Linked DNA regions of Mus musculus: region 1 is linked to region 2. Evidence: chromatin contacts called from public Hi-C data. All regions are on one chromosome and are shown on one strand. Each heading gives the region's core, a stretch centred on a gene start, on an enhancer-like site or on the middle of the called end of the contact. The rest is flanking DNA. Distances are from core to core; before and after follow the strand shown.

The links. A called contact is a pair of places that touch in the nucleus more often than the background predicts.
Region 1: a Hi-C map of adipose-derived mesenchymal stem cells shows a contact between it and region 2, with 5 times the contacts expected there. The contact joins the enhancer-like site here to the promoter of Epha7 in region 2. A contact is called at or near these places in 6 of 39 promoter capture datasets (the 3T3-L1 cell line, cranial neural crest, frontonasal cranial neural crest and 3 more), 24 of 484 Hi-C or Micro-C datasets (adipose-derived mesenchymal stem cells, brain, cardiomyocytes and 13 more) and 4 of 115 datasets of contacts at active chromatin or transcription factors (astrocytes, embryonic forebrain, embryonic hindbrain and 1 more).

What each region holds. Positions count from the first base shown.
Region 1 is chr4:31,940,176-31,944,848 of GRCm38.p6, forward strand. No RefSeq gene overlaps it. Among named protein-coding and RNA genes, the nearest start is that of Map3k7, 22 kb to the right of the region's middle. Within about 2 kb of position 1,491, at least 42 of the 459 cell types and tissues checked have an H3K27ac peak or open chromatin away from gene starts, as enhancers often do. A contact at or near this core is called in adipose-derived mesenchymal stem cells and neural progenitor cells, where this site is marked.
Region 2 is chr4:28,809,950-28,814,897 of GRCm38.p6, forward strand. Epha7 (Eph receptor A7) reads left to right here and starts at 3,182. Exons shown (of 17, transcript NM_010141.4): 1 at 3,182-3,531. The coding sequence starts at 3,435.

The DNA of each region.
Region 1 (4,673 bases), core at 241-2,740, 3.1 Mb after region 2:
TATCTCCCAAGTTTTCTCTGTATTTTTCTTGCTCAAAAACACGTGTGCATATACAAACACTGAGACTTCAAGAAAACAGGATAGATATGTGCTTTTCTTAATTACAAGAGGACATCTTTCTGATGCTTCATTCCTTGTAAGACTCCATAGTACTCCAAGTACAGGTGTACAATATTCATTTAACCTCATTTGTATTATTCAGTATTTGGATTTTTTTCTATTATTTATATATTTGTTCTTTCCTTTATCTAAAATATATTCCCTAAAGTTTCTGTCCAGGCAATGTTTACAAATGTTTTAGTTTTATGTTACTTCCCAAGAGAAAACAAACCATCAACTTTATGGGCCTTTGTCTGGTTGCTTGTTTGTTTTACAAAACTTTAATGCAACATTTCTCAACACATTTTCTTCTCAACTGTTTAAAATATAAATAATCGGACACCTTTGCAATAGCCCTAAATTAACTCTTTCACAAGAAATAAAATAAACCTACATATAGTTTTAGGTATTCTAGTTCAACAAGAAAAAAATGCATTGCATTATTTTGAAGAACATTTGGCTACCTCCATCAATATGTAAAATATACCTGCCTCGCCTCACATGCTCCTGGACAGCTTTTCTTTGAACACTCACCCAAGTTCATTGCTTTCCTTCATTCAACACATTTACTGACAACTCTTACAGTCCAGTCATTTTTGAAGCTTCTTATAGAAAAGTGGTTACAAGAAACCTAGAGGAGCCTCCAAGGTTAGGATAAACCTACACAGGGTTAATATTTCACATGTCATTGCAAATTATGATAAATAGAAATAAGAAAATTATAAGTCATTTAAACACTGGGTTTTCTCTTCAAAGAGCTACAAAATGTCATTCTATCTTTCATCATACTTCAGAGTCTTGAGTGGAATATTTCTGAAACATCTTACATACAAGCACTTTTTTCTTTCTTTCAGTATACCTCAGCAGACAAGCTGCCGAAGTCAAAAGAACCTTTGAAAGTGACAATATTCTCAGTTTATTTTAGTCTTGCCCAAATTCCATTGTTAGGATATTATTAAGACAGTTAAGTATTTTTATCTTATTGGTTCTTTTTACTTTTCTGAGTTTTTTTTTTCAAATAAGGATAAAATATAATCAGTTATGCACATATATACATAAACACTATTCCTCAAATAAAACCACAAACATAAGTGAAGCTAAACTTTTGATTGGCCATGAATTCCAAGTCAACATTATTCTAAAAACCATACCTAATAACATGGTTTAGAAGATTTCAAATTCAGTGTACAAAGGCATTTTATATGTCTATGTTTAATACATTGAAGTGCATACTGAAATGCATACATGAAATTTCCAGTTAAAATTTCGTCCAATTAAATAACTTGTAATTTTCTTATTGGAAGAATCAGGGCTAGATAAAACAGATGACTCATATCAGTGGGTTAGTAGTGGAGAGTAAGTTGTCATAAGAATAAAAACAAGCCAAGCTGCAGACACAGAAGACCCAGACATGTCTGAGCATGTCTACAACACAAGTGAAACTCAACCACCAAAGTTCTATTTATAAAAGAGACCAAAGACACTCCAGGAAAATTACTCATCTTCAGACAGAGACTTTGAAAGCAACAGTTAAACCCATTGAACTGTACTGAGACAGGGCCAGTGCAGAGGGGTGATTTGGGCTGTGTTAACAAGGTCAGTTCATAAGATCAGTGCCTTGCTCACCCATCGCCAGAGCAGCTTCCTCCTGCGGCAGATGGGAACAAACACAGAGATCCACAGCCAGACAATGTGCAGAGAGTGAGAGAGCTTGGAACACTCGGTCCTAATGGCGTGGCTCCATCAAATCCCTCCCCTCAGGGATCAGGGAGCCATTCAGAAAAGAAGGCAAAAAAGGATATGAGAGCCAGAAGGAATGGAGGACTCCAAGAAGACAAGGCTTTCTAAATCAACTGCACTGGTACACATATGAACTCACAGAGTTTCTCTGGGGAACCAGACTACTCTTAAAGGGTAGGCTACATGCCCAGCAATAGATGGCCAATAGAAAGAGAACTCGATACCATCTTTGGAGGTTCCTCGTATCACAATGGGATTCTCCTATTTCTTTTTAAATTCTAGTCTTCTTACTCTTATTTATATGTTATTTATATATACATATATTCTTTTCCCTTTGCATATATATATATATATTATGGCTTTCAGTTTAGTGTCCTTATAGGATTCCTGAGTATGCAAATGGGTGATCTCTGCATCTATGACTGTTTCTTGTGCCTTATCTTAGGATCTTTTCTTTCTGTTTGTTTTGTCCTATTTGTCCTATTCTGATGTGTTAGGGTTTCCATTATTATTATTATTATTATTATTATTATTATTATTATTTTATTGTTATCCCTTAGAAATCTGTTCTCTTTCTAATGAGAGAAAGAAGTGGGGGGGTGGATCTGGATTGGGGAAGCTAGGGAGACACTGGAAGGAGTAGAGGAGAGAAAACTGTAATCAGGATATATTATGAGAGAGAGACAGGGAGAGAGAGAGAGAGAGAGAGAGAGAGAGAGAGAGAGAGAGAGAGAGAGACTGTTTACAATAAAAGAGAAACAGAAAAAAAGACTAAAAATAATTTATATTTAAATAAATAGATTCATATAATAATACGGAGAGAGCTGGGCAATGGTGCATGCCTTTAATCAAAGCACTTGGGAGGCAGAGGCAGGCAGATTTCTGAGTTCAAGGCCAGCCTGGTCTACATAGTGAGTTTCAGGACAGCCAGGGCTACAAAGAGATACCCTGCCCCTAAAGCAAAACAAAACAAAAAAAGAATACAGAGAGGTTCTCAAAGCACTGGTAAGATTTCTAAGGATGATCTTGGAGGAGTCAAAAGAGGTAATAATCAGGGAAATCTTGCCTTGTTTCTATTATTGGGCCCTAGATACCATCCTATTTTCATTCTGTACCTGGTGTAACCAGAGAAACTGAGTTAGATAACATAACATCCTAACTGATTTCGATAACCTAACATCCTAACTGAGTTAGAGAACAAAACATCCTGAGTTAGAGAACCTAACATCCTAACTGAGTTAGATGACCTAACATCCTAACTGAGTTAGATAACATAACATCCTAACTGAGTTAGATAACATAACATCCTAACTTAAAATGACTGGCTGTGCTGAGACTGGCTGTCTCATGCCAAATTAAGTTCTGAGTTTCAATTTCTGAAGCGGATTTTTTTGTTTCTGCATGAATAATAAGAAGAACAGATAAGTGCTGAAGGAAGATTAGTTCAAAGTTCATCAACTAGTATAAATCATCAGCTTGACACTAGTCGGAAGAAACAAACAGAATAAAAATCAGGACCACCCTAGGCTCTGGAGACTATGGGAGGGGTAACTAAGAAAGAGCACGGCAGATCCACTGGGATGGGCACACTTATACTGTGAAAGCATTTGGTACATAGACTAAATATATGATATTACATGTAAAGTATATGTAAAATATTGACCTTTTGATAGTGATGTGAATTCTGAAGAACAAAGAAAACGATAACTAATTTAGGAAAAAAATTGCACAATAATTACACAAACACCTACATGTAAGGGCAGGTACCCACCAGAAGGCTGGGACAGGAGGGTTGATGAGCCAAGCAACTTGGAGCTACATCTGAGGAACATCTTTTTTTTTTTTTAATTAGGTATTTTCCTCATTTACATTTCCAATGCTATCCCAAAAGTCCCCCATGCCCTCCCCCCCAATCCCCTACCCACCCACTCCCACTTTTTGGCCCTGGCATTCCCCTGTACTGGGTCATATAAAGTTTGCAAGTCCAATGGGCCTCTCTTTCCAGTGATGGCCGACTAGGCCATCTTTTGATACATATGCAGCTAGAGTCAAGAGCTCTGGGGTACTGGTTAGTTCATAATGTTGTTCCACCTATAGGGTTGCAGTTCCCTTTAGCTCCTTGGGTACTTTCTCTAGCTCCTCCATTGGGGGCCCTGTGATCCATCCAATAGCTGACTGTGAGCATCCACTTCTGTGTTTGCTAGGCCCCGGCATAGTCTCACAAATATCTGGGTCCTTTCAGCAAAATCTTGCTAGTGTATGCAATGGTGTCAGCGTTTGGAAGCTGATTATGGGATGGATCCCCAAATATGGCAGTCTCTAGATGGTCCATCCTTTAGTCACAGTTCCAAACTTTGTCTCTGTAACTCCTTCCATGGGTGTTTTGTTCCCAATTCTAAGAAGGGGCAAAGTGTCCACACTTTGGTCTTCGTTCTTCTTCAGTTTCATGTGTTTTGCAAATTGTAACTTATATCTTGGGTATTCTAAGTTTCTGGGCTAATATCCACTTATCAATGAGTACATATCATTTGAGTTCTTTTGTGATTGGATTACCTCATTCAGGATAATGCCCTCCAGGTCCAACCATTTGCCTAGGAATTTCATAAATTCATTCTTTTTAATAGCTGAGTAGTACTCCATTGTGTGAATATACCACATTTTTTGTATCCATTCCTCTGTTGAGGGGCATCTGGGTTCTTTCCAGCTTCTGGCTATTATAAATAAGGCTGCTATGAACATAGTGGAGCATGTTTCTTTCTTACTAGTTGGAACATCTTCTGGATATATACCCAGGAGAGGTATTGCAGGATCCTCCGGTAGTACCATGTCCAATT
Region 2 (4,948 bases), core at 1,932-4,431:
TAGATATGCAGAGATAAACCCATTGAGCCACTTTTGCTATTAGAAAATGCATAAGACCTACCCCCTGAAAATACTATAATATATTATAGTATTTAAGAAGAGAAATTCTAAGTATTTCTCATCTTAAAACCCTAAGCTATTTTAGAGGCATAAATACTAAGGTAAATATCAGTATTGTGGAAAGTTAAAAGAAAATAACAGTTGTCTCTCTCTCTCCTAGAATACATGACTTAAATGGTCATTAATTTTTATGTATGTATAATTATGTGTAGACAATTCAGTAAATTATTAGAGAAATGATGCAAACTGAATAACATTTCACAGTGTTTTTGTATTTGAAGACAGGCATTTTTTTTTAAATCTTTCTACTTTATCATAGATGTTTTAAAAAGTGGATTCACAAAAATAAGGTTTTATTATTCATTCCTGTGTATTTAGAACTTGAGATAGACTATTTTTAGTAACAATTCAGAATGAGTAAATAAAGACAATGAGTAAAAAAAAGTTTTTTTAATTTCTGGGTTTTTTTTTTGGTCAAACATGTTAGTTTTATAAATCATTTGTTGTTGCTCAAAAAAAGAACATGTTTTTAATTCACTTTGTATATGTACAACATGAATTTCTAAAATTGGTCAAGAAATAGTTTGTATAAAACATAGGTATCCAACTAAACTTATCCATTTTTAAAAGATGTGAGAAAATGTATTCTGTTATTTTAAAACATGGAATCTTTTGTTACTGTTTAATTTCCATAGCTCTACATAGGAATAGAATTATATGTGCTCTACTATTTATAAAATATACTTTAGTATAACGTGTTAAGACACGCTATTAAACATTAAACTTTGAACATTCTCTTCTTAATTGTCATGCATTTTCATTTCAGTATCCTGTCTTCTTTATCAACATATCTACATAGCACAGAAGAAAGAAGGTTGGTGATCCCAGACATGAACATCTTTGTATTGCTCAGAAGGGGGAATGTCAGCAGCCCAGCACAAGAGCAGCTAATTTGGAACTTACATCTTAAATAAATAAATAAATAAAAAGGGTGTGGCTCTAATTGTGCCTGTGTCTGATGGGAGAAGTAGCACACACTAGCAGGAGTCTCCACACTACTTACCCTCCTCAGGGGAAGAAACAGTACATTCTCTGAAGCCTCCTGGTTAAATGGGGGAAGTATTTGTATTCCTATCACCAAGTAGGAGTCCTTCAGTAGATGAAAGGGGTATTTTAAACCGTTGAAGCTATCTTGGTGGCAATCTAGGATGTTGAGACCTCAGAGAAAATGTCGAAACCTTGGAAAATTTATTTTGACGATTAGAAATTGTTTAATACATATCATCTTGTGATTTTGTGAGTTTTTAAAGCTTAAAGAGTGATTTATATTTTTAATTCTGACTTTGAGCTTCCAACTTTTACCCTGATTGCATCTGTTTGGGTTAATAAGGCTTCGTGTTCTCTGTAACCAGTGTGCTTTGCCTATATTGTTTTGTCTCCTTCCAAGATTAATCTATGAAGCCTTTTCCATTTCTTATGCATCTTTAAAGGGCACTTAAGAGACTTTTAAGCATAATTTCTAAAATATTCAATAGACCTAATGTCTAGCAATACGTAAAATTTAATACATAAACTACAGAAGCGACGTGATTGGAAAAGAAGGAAAACTTCATTTCTTTCTTTGGTATAATTATATTAGGCAAGTTAAACAACAGAAGAAAACCGTAAAAATAGAAAAGAATCTGGGGGCTGTAATCTCTTTTTATCTACACTATCCCTCCTGTACATATCAGAGAGAAACCAGCACACATTTCCAGAGGTCAACCAGGAAGTCCGAGGTTGAACTTTTTGTCCATCAGAAATAAAGGCTGATCATCAATGAGTGTTTATTTTTCTTTCCTTTTCTTTAAAAATATAGAACAATAAAAGGAAAATCCATCTTAAAATATGACGTACTTATCTACTCAGTGTGACCCTTGACATAGATGATTTGGCCATTACATTTTTAAGATTTTCATTTTACAATGTCAACCACCTCTTGCTTGCAAAGTGTGCAAAACTGCCTAATGGAAAACAGATTTCTCCACACACTTTTTTCTTGTAGCTAGGATTGGGTGAATTCAAGTGGAAATGTTGGTTACATTTTTAGTCTTAGCTTTTTTTAGAAAGATAATTACAGAATAATTATGGACTAACTACAGAAAATAGTAAATGTTTGCCCAAGTAGAAGGAATGGCTATGTGAATTTAGTACCTGGCGGCTTTCTTTAGAACTGAATGTTATTTACACAGCGAAATGGGAAACAATTCAAGTAGAGCAACCTATGAAAGACCCCAGAAAATGAGAAGCATGTAAGTAAAAACGACAAGAAACGTTTTCTAAGGTCCTATTTTGCCTGAGAAGAAACTGAAGATAGAAGGAGAGAAGAGGCGAGCATAAAACAAAAGACTTCCTTTCTCCAGCCCCACTTTCCCTGTTTCTTTTGTCATAGGTTGTTGTGAACTCAGGCAAACATTGAAAGGTTTTCTTTTGGGGGGCGGGGGGCACTTTTGATTAATTTTATTTTTCCAGAGATAGGGGAGTAGTAGTTAAACATGCCTCTCGAGTTACAGAACAGAAGTTCAAACTTTTGAAAACAAAAGAGAGGAAAAGAAAAGAAAGAAAGAAAAAAGGCAGAAAACCAAAGTTATCCGACCTGCTGAGGCTGCTAACAAAAAAGTAAAAGGCGTTCTAAAAGCATAGCTCAGTTTCACTGTCCGGGTCGGGGTCGGTGATTGGTAGTTGAGGGAAGGCTTGTTTCGCCTATGCCGTCTAGAAGACGTTGAGCAGCACTGCTATATACAGGAGTGTAAGACGGGAGAGTTATTCTCGGGTTTATTCAGCTCAGTGAAGCTGCAGTAGCTAAAAGCCAAGTGCTCCCGACTGCACGCCGCTGGCCTAACGCGGCTCGTCCCCGCTTTCCCGGCAACCGATCTGGGAGGGAATCCTGGACTCGCAACCCGACTCCGCTCGGCGTTGATTGGCTCCTGCTCAGGACCCCGCCTCCAAGGTAGAGGCGGCCACTTCGTAGGGACCCGCCCCCCGGCCGTGGGAATCGCCGCCTAGCAGGCGGGCTGCGGCTGCCACTCAGTCGGAGTGGCGGAGGCTCTGGGTTCGTAGCCCCGCCTCCTCCCCCCTAATTGATATTATTGGAGTGTGGAGCAAGCGGCCGGTCTGCAGTCGGAGACTTGCAGGCAGCAAACACGGTGCGAACGAACCGGAGGGGGGAGAGAGAAATCAAACAGCTAAGCGTGGAGCAGACGGCCTGGGACCCAGAAGGGGATCGATGCGAGGAGCGCAATAATAACAACAATAATAACCCACTTCGGAGCAAACAGCATCTAAAGAGCTGCGACCCAACTGCAGCCTAAAAAAATCAAACCTGCTCATGCACCATGGTTGTTCAAACTCGGTTCCCTTCGTGGATTATTTTGTGTTACATCTGGCTGCTTGGCTTTGCACACACGGGGGAGGCGCAGGCTGCGAAGGAAGGTAAGGCCAGAGGAAAGCAAAGTTTGTTCTGACTTATTTATTTCGCTGTCTACCTGCACGAGCCGACGGGTCCGCGGCGCTGGCCGCCGCGCCTCCGGCGCCGGGCGACCCTCCCTCGACCCCCCGCCCCCTCCCCGCCCTCAGTTCCAATCGACCAGAGGCGACCGGCCGGGACTAGTCGGGGCCCCGGAGCTCCAAGGGGTGGCCGGGGACTGGCGCGCGCTCTGCAGCCGGGCAGCTCGGGGGGCCATGGTGGCGAGGCTGAAGGGCGAGCGAGCTCCTTTGCATCCGGCATCTCGGGTCTTCAGCTCCAACCGCCGCGTTTGCTCCTTCTCTTGCGGTCGGCCTGCCGTGGACGCCACAGTGAGAGTTGGTTCGAAACCTGGGGAGTGGAGCTCCGCGTCGCCCCCAGCCTCCCCGGAGGAGCCGAGACTTCCGTGGCTGCGAGCGCTCGGGCTCCCGCCGACTCGCTCACTGCGGCGGCGGCGGCGGCGGCGGCGGCAGCGGCGCGGGCCTGCGGTGGGCGCTCGGCTGCCGCTCGAAACAATGCGGCCGCGAGGGGAGGCAGCGCGCGGGGCTCGGGCTCGACCCGCCGCCGGGAGGACTGGCCGCAGCCGGCAGTTTGCACGGAGAGGCCACCGAGTGAGAAGTCTCCCGTCACTTGGCCCAGGTCCGGTACTCCGGGAGTCCAAGTAGCCAGTCCTGGCCTCTGGGGACGAGTTCTGGTACGCGAGGGGAGGCTTCTTTTGACCACAGGATACGCCTGTACGTGGGTATTTTTCCCTGCGTCTCCTTTGAACCATTGGCAAAAGGTAAAATACCTTTTGGTGCCTGTAGTTGGAGCTGGGGAAAAATAAATCCTGTCAAAGGAAGTGTCTTGCTGCTAAGCAGTGTCACAATACCGGTACCTCATCTGACAAGCTTGCGTTTCTAAGGTTGATTTCTTGGATACTTTAGAAGCCTGTTCGGGGGTGTGGAGGGCGAGAGATCTGTTAGATTTAGGTCATAGCAGTACTAAAGGGAGGGGGCATACTGGTCCTCGATTCTTTTATTCCTAAAACTTAAGATTTCACGCGGCTTTTCTTTATTCTCTTCGTCCACCCTTCTTCGTTAACTCAACATCCCCAACCCGGTACAGTACCCTACTTTGGAACAGCCTGACCTTCTGGCCCCACTTTGCACATCTGCAGTCTGTGTTGACGCTGAATCCATTGAGAGAAAAACGTGCCTCTGAGCTGATGGTTATGTCTGCAGGTGGACCAGCATCTGCTACACACACACATACACACACACACACACACACACACACACACACACACACACACATCAAACATACATTTCAAGCCTCTTGACTTTGGTGACCAGAAACCGACACCCTGCCACCTTGTCCCGATTCCTCCGGAATAGCGGGATCTAA